Regions from separate parts of the Pan troglodytes genome. Here region 1 is linked to region 2. A link is a contact called in public HiChIP or PLAC-seq data. All regions are on one chromosome and are shown on one strand. The core of a region is the stretch at or near the end of the contact, and the rest is flanking DNA. Distances in the headings are between cores, read along the strand shown.

Region 1 (6,057 bases), core at 1,795-4,294, 120 kb before region 2:
AATGAGAACACTGAGGTAAGTTTTCAGGGTATTCTGATAAACATGTTGATATTTGAACCATTATTTAGATGTTAGGTATGTTTTTCTTCAAAAGCTACTTTTCTTAGATTCAACCAGAATTTAAGGGCCTTAGAATGAGCCAGACTCCAAGCTGAGTGTGTTGTTTTGGTAAATAAGGTATAATTATTCCCATTTCACAGAAGAGGAAGCTGAAGTATGAGGTGTAGTAACTTCTCAAGGTCATACTGAAGTAGTAAATAGAGTTTCTATAGTTTTTAATTTTCGTTTAAATTGTACTCCCAGGTAATTGTTCCCCTTAAAATTCTATAGTACCTAACTAATAAGTTTAATTTTCCAATAATTTTTTTGATGCAAACACCTATGACTGTCACTACAGAACATGAAATACTTGAAATAAGATGCCGTTTTTAGCGTAAAAAATACTTTCAATCATTGGGTGAAAAATATTTGGGGAGCCAAAAACTCCAATTATACTAATCAATCCTCACCATACTTCCCTAAGAAGGAATTCTCTTTTGTTTTTTAAAGATGTGGAAGTTTAAATTACTGTCATGAGTCAGTGTATGAGAAGAAAATGTCTAAGTCCTGACTCTCACTTCCTGCTTTGATGACACTTTACCTCACTTCCTGAAGATGTTGTAAGCCTGCAAGGTAACACCAAGGAGCTCTAAGCTCCTACTCTCAGTGCTTTCCAATACTTCTAAGATTCTACTTATTAGGCCAACATCAATCTCCACCACTTTCCCTGCAGTTAATGATAAATTATTACAATTTTATTGATCTCAAAAGCTTCCAAATTCTGTTTTTAAGATCCTTTTCTGCCCTTTTATCTTCCTAAGATAAAAATTTGGTAAATTTCTAAAAGCAATCTATTTTTTAAAAAAAAAGTTCTAGTATTTTTTAAAGCCACCTATCCGCCAACTGACTCTTTTGGATGAAGGTATTGTAGATGCCTTTCTGCCAAACATTTTCTGTGTACCCCTTTGGTTTTTGCGCAACATCCACCTTACAGCAGAAGACACAAGAAATAATTTTGGAGAATGAGCCTTCCAGATACTGTAAAGTTTCCCTCTTTTTCCAAGTACAAATTTGACATATCACAGAATATGCTAAATCCTTTACCTATAATTTTCATTTATGTCCACATTTCTAAATAACATATGTAAAATACTGGCCAGGATTTCAAGTCATTAAAAATGGAGAAGGGGTGGGAAACAACTACACTAGAGAAAACAACTTATAAAAAAGAAAAAATATGGACTATACCAGTCTCCTAAAAAGACTCACTGACTCAGAATAGAACTAAAAATCTATGCCGGGCGTGGTGGCTCACGCCTGTAATCCCAGCACTTTGGGAGGTTGGGGCGCGCGGATCACTTGAGGTCAGGAGTTGGAGACCAGCCTGGGCAACACTCTGAAACCCCGTCTCTGCTAAAAATACAAAACTTAGCTGGGCGTGGTGGCACACGCCTGTAGTCCCAGCTACTTGGGAGGCTGAGGCACGAGAATCTCTTGAACCCGCGAGGCGGAGGCTGCAGTGAGGAGAGATCACGCCACTGCACTCCAGCTTGGCGACAGAGCGAGACTCGGTCCCAAAAAATAATAATTAAAAATCTACTTAACCTGTAAACCGGGGTAGAGGCGCGGATTTCCCAGCTGAAACCGACTGCCTTTCACTGCAAAGGTCTGTTACATCCCAGCGCTGCCCACCACCCAAAGTTAACACCAAAGGAGTTCAAAACTCCTCAAGAGTGGCCCACAGAAAAGGCGGGGGACTTCAGGGCTTGCCAAGATCCCAGGAGCCGGCCAATCCCGATTCTGCAGACTATTAGGTCCCCCGACTTTTTTGCACACCTACCCTCTGGTCAACCGAATAATATCCCCTGGCTGTATAAGACCTCCGATCTCATCCCACACGGAAATAGTGATGCTGCCCGTTTTATCTGCTACTTTGCACGATCTCACTTCATGGCCGTCTTTGGTTTTGGTCACGCGTCCTGTGAGGATTTAAAAATCAAAGGGAGGGGTTGTTAGATAATGAGGACATCCAGAAAGGCTAACTCCTCCTCCGGTATTTTAATACATCTGGAAGGTGGGAAGTGACCAAGCCCAGGGCTCCCGCCTCAGGTAGGATCCGATCTCGGGCGGAGGCCACTAGAGCCACGTGGGTGGGGGAGGGGAGGGAGGAGGAGTGGAGCCCCGGGCGCGCAGCGGCCGGCGCCCCTGTCTCCCGCCCCGGGAGGCACAGCGGGCGGTGGAGTAGGCTGCAAACCCCACTTACCTATCTCCAGGACAATAAAGACGACATTTAAGTTTTTCAGTCCGGGCTTAATATCTCTTATAAAAATAAGTGGGTCGTTGACCCTATTCATATTGGGACAGGCGCGGCTACGGCTGCGGAGACGCGAGTGGGCAGGGCGGGGTCAAAGCTTCCCACCCTCCCGGGACAGGGGCGAAGGCAGAGGGGCGACCTTGGGCAGGGGTGGCGAGAGAAGGGGCAGAAAGCGGTTAGTCAGGGACCGGGCAAACCAGCCCGGACAGCACTGAGCCTAAAAAAAGAAAAAAAAAAAAAAAAAAAAAGGCTCACAAGTTCTAAAGAAAAAAAGGCGAACCACTCCGCACACCAACCCCGCTCCCAACCGGGCGACAGGAAGGCAAGCGTACTAACTGCCCCGTTCTTTGGATAAAAGGAAAAAAAAAACGCAGTGAGGGGACACTTCTGCCCTGAGTCCCGCTCACTCACACGGGCGCGCGCCCAGCCTGTCCCGGGCTCCGGGAAGGAACGGGCTGTGACAGCGAAACGGGAGCGGAGACAGAACACCGCACGCCCAGCGTCCCAAACAGCGACTGATGAACACGCCCGCGCGCCGGCAGGACCCTCGGCCCGCCCCTCCCCTTGTGAAGTCACGCTGCGTCGGCACGCCTGCTGCCACGCCCGCCTGGTGCTGGGGAGGGGAAGCGAAGGGGCGGGACCCGGCCGCCGCAGCCCGCAGAGCTTCCCTCGCTCCTCCCCGGGGGCTGTCAGCGCGGGCTCCGCCCCCTCGTCCTTCCAATCGCTCTCGGCCCCGCCTCCCCCGCCCTCCCGTTCTCCGCCCACTTCAGCTGTCGCCGCGCAGCAGCAGTTCTGTTCGGTTTCGCCTTCCTGCTGTGCAGTCTTCTGACGCTTGCTGTCCAACTTTGGAGTTTTCTTGCCTTTTTTTCTCTCAGAGTTGAGCCCCTGCCCGGGCCCTTTAGTCCCTCGGTCACGAGGAACGGTGGAGTTTAGAACCTGTGAGTACGTTAGAAAGTTCGCAGTCGAGGAAGAACAGGGTTCGGGCAAGGGCAGCTGGTCCGGTACCAAGGGAAAACAGGCTGGGATGGTGAAGGCGTCAGTGGCTACAAGGCTGGAAGTTTAGCACCAGAAGGGAATTTGGAGATCAATTCAACCGCCTCATTTCAGGCATACTTAAATTGAAACCCAGAAAGATGAGGTAATTTGCAGAAGGTCACCCAGCAACCCCTGAGCAGGCAGGACTGCAACACAAATGTCTGACGTGGCCTTCCACTGTGTAATGCTAAGCAGATAGGACGTAAATTCCTTTGCAGACTTCTCATTTTTCCTTACCCCCTGCCTCTCATATTACACACCTTCCCCATTTAGCTTTTCTTCTTTTACTTTGCACTTGCTTTTGTACATCTAAAAGGAATTAATTATTCAACAGCAGTGGGAACCCTTGAAACATAATCTGGAAAAAAAGATTAATAAAGTTTTTTTTATGTCGCGTAGTGAAAAGAGCATGTGCTTTAGAGACAAACCTGGGCTCCAGCTATTTACTTGTGAGATCTTTAGGTCAACTGGCTTTTATTACAGCTTTTTAACCATAATAAAATGGGGATCCCTGCCTAGCAGAAGACTGATTAAATGGATCATAAATTGTCCAACTAGTGCCTAGCAAATAGTACATACTCAGTATTTTCCCCTTTTTAATCCCCATTTTACAGGCGATGGAACTCACCAGAGACCAGATAGCTAGAGAATGGCTGAACTGGGTTTTAAATCTAGTCAATCTTGACCCCAGAGCTCTCCAGCCTAAAGGTAATGTTTAGACTTGACTTGCAGTGGTGTCATTATAAGAGTCAAAAACAGACTGAAGAAATAAAATAGCAGAATAAAGTAGTGGGGCATTAAAGAATCATCTAGTTAACTCTTGGTGATGGTAACAGAAATGTTGGGAAAAGTGTCAGAAGCCTTAATTTTTTCCCCATTCTTTCTGAGTATTTTTAGATCAACCACCACTTCCCAAGTATTTGCAAACAAGCAGCATAGATATTATAGCCCTAGAAAGAGTTGCAAACATTATCACAACATTAGCAAGAGAGTCAAGGCATTTTTAAGGAAACAGAAGCTTCCATTTCATGAACTAATAAAGCCTAAGGTGCCAAAGACACTGATAGTCATACTGGAAAGTGGTGTAAAATAAAATTATAAGCATAATTTCAACATCAAATAAAACAAATGATGAAACATGCCAGTTAATGGCAGAGCCAGCGTCCAACCTCAATCCCAATCCAGATCAGAAGCTCTAATTCTACCATGGTTATCTGGCAGGACTTGACACTTCAATTGGATTGTACTCAAAGCTGTATTTTCTTAAACAGGTAAAATATTCTCACAGAAGCAATATTTAAGGCAGAGCTCTTTTTTTTTTAAGGTTTGACAAGATCTTCAAAAGATTAAGAATAGACAGGAAACCAATTAAGAATGTTAAGAGTTACTGCCAAGAGTTTGGGCAAAGAAAGTTTGCCACTCAACTCTCAATGATTTGCCCCCAGAAAAGGGATTAGGTTGGGCTGTTCAGGCTAATTATATGAACATTTTATAAAAAGAAATCAGACACAGAAAATCAAGCCCCACAAAAGCAGAAGCTGGTACTCCAAGCTGTGGCTCAGCCCTTCCCTTCCCCCACAGGACAGAACTCAGCTGAACATCTACTTCCTTCCCTACTAACTCAGCAGTTCTCAGAAAGGAAATGGCAACCATATGCTTTCTCATTAACCAAAACGAAAGGCAGCCTTGAGAAACAAGATGGTCTGGGCAATACAGAAACCGTTCAGCCCAGGCTAGTTGGTTTCAGCTACCTCTAAATCACTCCCAAAGGTGTGGTTAATAAAAAGAAAAAGGAGATGTCAAGGAGACAATTATTGCTATGCAGATATCTTTTCTTATATTACCATTCAGTGAAATAGATCTGCCACTCAGTCTACTCATTTAGGTCATAATGATTATATTGCTGATTCTTTAATACATACACAAGATTACTTCATGGTCTTCTTTTCTCTAAGGCTGTTGTTCTTCAAGCCTTCATTTTTCACAGCCTAAACATAAGCTTACTCTGAGATGATGGACTCTTCCACTTTACGTCCAGAACCTCAACACCATGTTTTAGTGTAAAGATGCTTAGTGAGATCCACTGTAATACAGAAGGGCATCCATTAGAATCCTGGACATAGAAGGTTCTGTTATCTGGGTCCTCACTGATAAAGGTTTTGTTGTAAATTTTACCCAGCACTCAGTACCCATGCTCACTCCCAGGTTTTGGTTTCTGGAATTACCAAAATTATTTTCACTTTGTTTGCACTATCCATCTATTTAAAACTATTACAACATCAATGAAACAGTTGTTTGTACCAAGTACTGTTTGATTTTAAATATCTTGTATAGTGAAACTTAACAATTTAAAAAATTAACAAGAACCACAGTGTGCTCGCTCACCTTACAGGTATAATCCACTTTGTAACGTAATTGGCAACTTAAAAAAACAAAAAAAAAAAGCTCAAACAAATGGTATTTTCTTAATTTCCCTAAAACAATTTAACCAAAAGACTCAGAAGTAATGTTTAGTAATGATTGCAGCAACAACCACACAAATCATCCCTATAGTGATAAATGCAAATACACTGAGCACTTGCTATGGGCCAGGCATTTTACACTTATAAGCACTTTACACTATTTTGGGTTTTGTTTTTGTATTGGAGACAAGGTCTCACTCTGTCACC
Region 2 (5,881 bases), core at 2,983-5,482:
AAGAGATTCACATGTCAATGCCTCAGAACTCAGGAAGAATGTAAATGGGATATCTGAGGTCATTTTTTACCTTTAGTAGAGAGGTGACTATGCAAGCTGGTTTGGAAATGACTTGGGAGAGAGTGAAAGGTGAAGCCATAGGAAAAAAAGTCAGACTAGACTTCTGTGAATTTAGACTTCAAGCAAGATAAGGAGAGGCAGTAAAAGAGTTGGAGATTGAGGGAAGGTTTTCTGGGCTGGACGGATGGTTGCTTTTAAAGAAAAAAGTAGATTTGAGTATGTTTATGGGCAGAGAAAAAAGCTCCCATGGACAAAGAGAAGCCAGAGATAAAAGTCAGTGGGAAACATGAGGATGGGCTAAAGAGAACAGGTGATGGGGTAACTTTACAAAGGAGCATTTACATCTAATCCTCCAAAACAGGAGGGGAGAAGAAAACACGAACACGGAAGCTCTCCTTAAAAAATCAGCTTCTAGGCTATGGTTATTTCTTGATTACACATCATGAATTTCTCCAGAAGTGCCTGATTCGAAGAATCTTCCATAGTACCCACAGCAATCGATGTTGAAAAGCCAGAAGTCCAGTTTTTCTATTTTATTTGGCATAGGCAAAATGAAGTTTTTACTTGCAGCTTTTATTTTCTGGTTTTTATTTTGAGCTATTTCAACCTGCAGTCAACAATGGAAAATATCAGACCAAAAGGGACATAAAAGGAAAGGGCCTTCCATTTCACCATTAACTTGCCTTCCAGGAAATACCACCACTAAACAGCCACAATAAGCCGCACCACAGTGCCTCCCCTCAACTCTTCATCTCTTGGTTACCCTGGACGAGTGAGGGACCATTGACATTCCCCACAGTGGAGTTCAAAACTGTACAATTGACATTATAGACAGTAAAATATCCATTGGTATCTACTCCTCATTTCAATTAGAGTCCTCTCCCTGAGCATGATCCTCTAAAGCCGAGCAAGAATTCTGAGGTCTTTGTTCTCCACACTTTCAGTTTTATGATACAGTCCGATCAACGAGAGTTCTAAACTTTACACACAATTTTAAATGGCAAAGCAGCTCAGGATTTTGACTGACTAAATATATTTCTCTAATTTTATAATAATTACCCTACTTCCTTTCTTACATGTACTATTTATATCCTGAAAAGATATCAGATCTGAGAGGGTCTACATAACTGAAGCTTTAGTTTGGATTTTGTCAAAATGGGGAAGAAATGTAAAGGATTTCTTTTTCTGAAACCACCTTTCCTCTTAATATTGTGGAGGTTTGATAAATGTTGCATATACCACCACCTGCCTCCCAACCCCACTATCCCCAAATGTACCTTACAAAGTTTTGCAAATGGCAAGCGATGAATGGTACAAAGACCACCTGCTTTTGGCTGGAAGAGCCAAGTCCAGGTCTTAACATGAAACACCTATTTTAGTCCTGATGTTTTCAATGGATATGACTTTATGACTACAGGGTACACTAAGCCACACTGCAGACTACATTGGGATTCCTTTGCGATCAACCACACCACATCAAACTGCACTCTATTCATGCTCTATCTACAAGTCTTCCCAAACTTATCTTCTTTTCTTGCTAAACTTCTATTTCAAATTTTTTATCTTCCTCCCCTTTATATATCAGCATTCTCTAGAAGAAACTAGAGCATTTTAGATGGAAAATGTAGACTTTATGTAACAAAAAGAAATTTCAAAATCGTATCTCTTCCCCAAATCTTTCTAGGTCATATATTGTGTCAAGAAGATAGCAGGCTAATGTCACCCTCTAATGGAATAGTGTTTTCAGGGATTTAACTGCTCAAATGGACCATCCTTAAGGTTATTCAACATTTTGTTCTGACTCCATTTCACCAATCACCTTCTTAAAAAGATTTTTTTCACTTCAAATTCAATTCTAACTCAATCTTCTCTTGCAAACCAGTTTCCCATTTTGACTTCTTTATATTGTATTTCTAACAGTTTTTTAATAAAATTAATATATGTTGGTGGAGCGCTGTGGCTCATGCCTGTAATCCCAGCACTTTGGGAGACCGAGATGGGCGGATCACTTGAGTTCGGGAGTTCAAGACCAGCCTGGCCAACATGGCGAAACCCCATCTCTACTAAAAGTACAAAAATTAGCCAGGGATGGTGGTGCATGCCTGTAATCCCAGCTACTTGAGAGGCTGAGGCAGGAGAATCGCTTGAATCTGGGAGACAGAGGTTGTAGTGAGCTGAGATCGTGCCACTGCACTCCAGCCTGAGTGACAGAGCAATTACATTAGTTATGCATTGTTCGTATGTGACTATTCCTCTAAAATACGTGTTTAAAGTCTTTGGATTCTAGCATATTAAGATACCACTGTTTATTTAATCAATCTCTTACTATCAAATATGTAAGTTGTACCCAGTTTTTTCAAGTTATCAGAAATATTGCAATTAAAATCCAGCTATATTATTTAGTGTATCTTACTATTTCCTCAGACTGATTTCCTAGAATGGGAGGCAGACAGTTTGGATGGAATGCTAGATTTATTCCTTTCTATTGGTGTGACTCTAGGCAAGTTGTTGAGTCTTTCTTTGCCTTGGTTTATCTGCGAAATGGAGATTATGATAACACATAATTCATAGGATTGTTGAAAAATTAAACTTAGTAGAAGTTCCAAATAAGTATTTGCTGTTGTTATGAAAACCTTTAAAGTTTTCAATGCATATACAACATTTCAGGATGTTAAAACTAAAGTTTGACCCTGCCACTTGGAAACAATAGTCTCCAGAACCCACACTCTTAACTGCTAGGTTTACTAACACTCATGAGCATAACAACTCCAGTTCTAGGAATTTAGGCTGAGGAAATACATGACAGACACACACAAAGTAAAATACATGCAATAGATGTTCCACACCGAAGTTAGGTGCCTGAACAAAATGTTCAAAAGATAGACAAAAAAGCTAGGCTTTCTACTTTAGATCACTCAGGCAAAGACTAAACAAGTGCTGAGTGTGGAAGAAGTGGATTTGGGAGGTGATGTCCTCAGCTAAGCCATGCTGTGACAGCCTGCCCATCACCAGAGAGAGGGGAGCATGGTATCTCCCACCACAGGCTTAGTGACTTCTTCCTTTGCTGTGTCCCATCCTCTGAGAGGCCAGAAGATGCAATTAACAAGGAGAAAGAGGGAAAGAAAGGAGTGAGAGAAGGTGACCAAAACCACGGTGCAAAGAACAGGTGCCCCGTCGAACACAAACCTCAGGTGGGACAAGGAAAGGAAATGTCTTACCTGTGAAAAAAAAGACTGAAGTTGGATTAATAGCTTGGATTGTATACTCTTAATTTCTGAATCAAGCCAGCATTTGTGGCTTAGAACATAGGCCAATCTATTCCCCAAGAGCAAGCAGAACAGAGGGGCATCCAAGTTCTCAGCCAGTGAGTAGGGGAAGCTTCCACCACCAAATAAATTTTTAAGTAATGATAGGAGACACAAATGAGGAATCCATTATGCTTGTCCAATGGAAAGGCTCCACATAATAATAAAACATTGCCGCCCAGAAAACTTGTCTCAATTTATATTCCAATGAGCAGTGTACAGGAGTCTCTTTTTCCCTCACTACGAAATATATGATCTATAATTTGGTTTCCCAAATAGATTTTTTTTTTTTTTTGAGATGGAGTCTCGCTGTGTTGCACAGGCTGGAGTGCAGTGGCACAATCTCAGCTCACTACAAACTCCGCCTCCCGGGCTCAAGCCATCCTCCCACCTCAACCTCCGGAGTAGCTGGGACTACAGGCACCTGGCACCACGCCCAGCTAGTTTTTTTGTTTTGTTTTGTTTTTTGTATGTTTAGTAGATACAGGGTTTCGCCGTGTTGGCCAAGCTGGTCTCGAACCCCTGATCCACCCACCTCGGCCTCCCAAAGTGCTGGGATTACAGGCGTGAGCCACCCTGCCCGGCCCCAAATAGGCTTTATTTGTGTGAAGAGAACAAACTGAATGGCTGACACAGATATATTGCTTAGCAAGTATATTTCTAATAGTAAATAAATAAATTGGCATTTTAATTTATCAGCCAGCCAGTGTTTTAAGAGATTAGTTAACACAAATAAGCCCCCTAGAATGAAGTCACTTCTCACAGAGATGACAATTCAAGTTCCCCACACGTGCCCAGCCGAGCAGGTCTCCAGCAGCCCCAGCGCGGGCAGCCTCCAAGGTCCTCCGGGAAGCCAGCTGGCTGGCAGGTTGGCCTCTCTTTAGCACCATTTAAACTGCAACAAGCAGAACAGCAGGCTTTGAGGAGTGAGGACATGAAATGTCCTCCGGGGACCAAGAAACTGGATGTTCACAGATCCAGTTTCTAATTGCAAAGCAGCTAATCGTAGAGCATCTAATTGAGAGGCAGCATTTGAACAAAGAGTGGAAATAACCCCGACACCATTCAGCACGGAATCAGACCCAGGCCTCTCAATGAACAGCTCCTTCCAACAAAAATAGCAAGTCTGCGGCGCCACGTAAAGGTGCTGCCAATGGGGTGTGTGCACATTACTGTGACAGGCAAACACAACATCAGGAAAACACTTAATCTTCCTGTTTATCCCCAGAAGGACTAATAACCAGAGTGAGAGGGAGAGCTGCATTCTTCTTCATTTAGAAACGAGCTCCCACTAATGCCTGGCTCTCCAAGTTTATAGACCAAATACCTGCTCGCACTGAAACTGCCACATATTGTAAACCTCACCAAGGAAGTGAATCCATCACGTTCTCACTCCCTTAAGAATAGTTTTTCCCTGGAGTACATAACCCATTACTGCATGTCTTGTAGAAATCAAACGCAGACTCTATCTTCCACCACAGAACAAATCGGTTTTGCAGAAAAATGCACAAATCATGACATTTTGTTTTTCTTTCGCTTTAAGGCTTTTATTTCATTATGGTTATTGTTTTCTTCTTTTTCTTTGTTTTCAGGCAGCAGTTTCTAAGGCATCACTACACTTGGATTAGAGCCACAGCTAGGGAGGGGATGCCATTCCCCACTTAGTCTCTAGCTACAGGGATGGTACCGAGGCCCGCTCCGGGCTACAATGAGAAGCAGATTGAGGGGCCTGCAAACCCCGTTGATTTACCTTGAACCCTTTTCTGACTCTTTGTCTCCCACTCTTTCCTACAGGTTCCTGATCTGATCCCTCCAATCAGCAGACATTTCTCTGTGATGTCACTAACACTGTCAGTCACCAGACTTGTTCTTTGGGTTCAGGGACTTATTATTCACCCTGTACCCCTAGGGCTGGTGCTGGGTGTGGCACATGGTAAACCATCAATGAATATTTGGAGATGCCAGGCATGGTGGCTCACACCCCTAATCCCAGCACTTTGGGAGGCCAAGGCAGATGGATCACTTGAACTTGGGAGTTCAAGACCAGCATGGCCAATATGGTGAAACCCCGTCTCTACAGAAAAAATATTAGCCAGGCCTGGTGGCACATGCCTGTAATCCCAGCTACTCGGGAGGCTGAGGCAGGAGAATCGCTTGAACCCAGGAGGCAGAGGTTGCAGTGAGCCAAGATCGTGCCACTGCACTCCAGCCTGGGTGACACAGCAAGACTCTGTCTCAAAAAAAAAAAAAAAAAAAAAAGGGAATGAAAGAATGAACTAAATATATTTAAGGAGGACTAAATAAAGAATCCAAAGACTAACCTAATGCTAGATTTTAAGGAAATTTATATTTGTTGAATGCCTACTGTGTATCAGTGATAGACAAGGCACTTAAAATCTCATTTAATCCCCACACCCTCCATATCATACCACAAGTACAGCAGTTTCTGTATATATCTGGGCTTACCTCTCTGAAGACAAGCTGTTTCTAGATATTGAGCTATTTTTATAAGAAAT

What was found. HiChIP or PLAC-seq counts read pairs in DNA pulled down with a chosen protein or histone mark.
Region 1: a contact with region 2 is called in an H3K4me3 HiChIP or PLAC-seq map of stem cell-derived excitatory neurons, with 3 times the contacts expected there. The contact joins the promoter of LOC134806941 here to the enhancer-like site in region 2. A contact is called at or near these places in 5 of 7 Hi-C or Micro-C datasets (blood, induced pluripotent stem cells, a lymphoblastoid cell line and 1 more), 1 of 1 datasets of contacts at active chromatin or transcription factors (stem cell-derived excitatory neurons) and 1 of 1 other capture datasets (stem cell-derived neural stem cells).

What each region holds. Positions count from the first base shown.
Region 1 is chr13:93,740,664-93,746,720 of NHGRI_mPanTro3-v2.0_pri, reverse strand. LOC134806941 (nucleic acid binding protein 1) reads right to left here and starts at 3,044. Exons shown (of 6, transcript XM_063790634.1): 1 at 2,765-3,044; 2 at 1,880-2,018. It overlaps LOC112208389 (a long non-coding RNA gene), which reads left to right and starts at 2,959. Exons shown (of 3, transcript XR_002942846.3): 1 at 2,959-3,291; 2 at 4,003-4,096.
Region 2 is chr13:93,624,797-93,630,677 of NHGRI_mPanTro3-v2.0_pri, reverse strand. No RefSeq gene overlaps it. Among named protein-coding and RNA genes, the nearest start is that of CAVIN2, 280 kb to the left of the region's middle. Within about 2 kb of position 4,232, at least 2 of the 24 cell types and tissues checked have an H3K27ac peak or open chromatin away from gene starts, as enhancers often do. A contact at or near this core is called in stem cell-derived excitatory neurons, where this site is marked.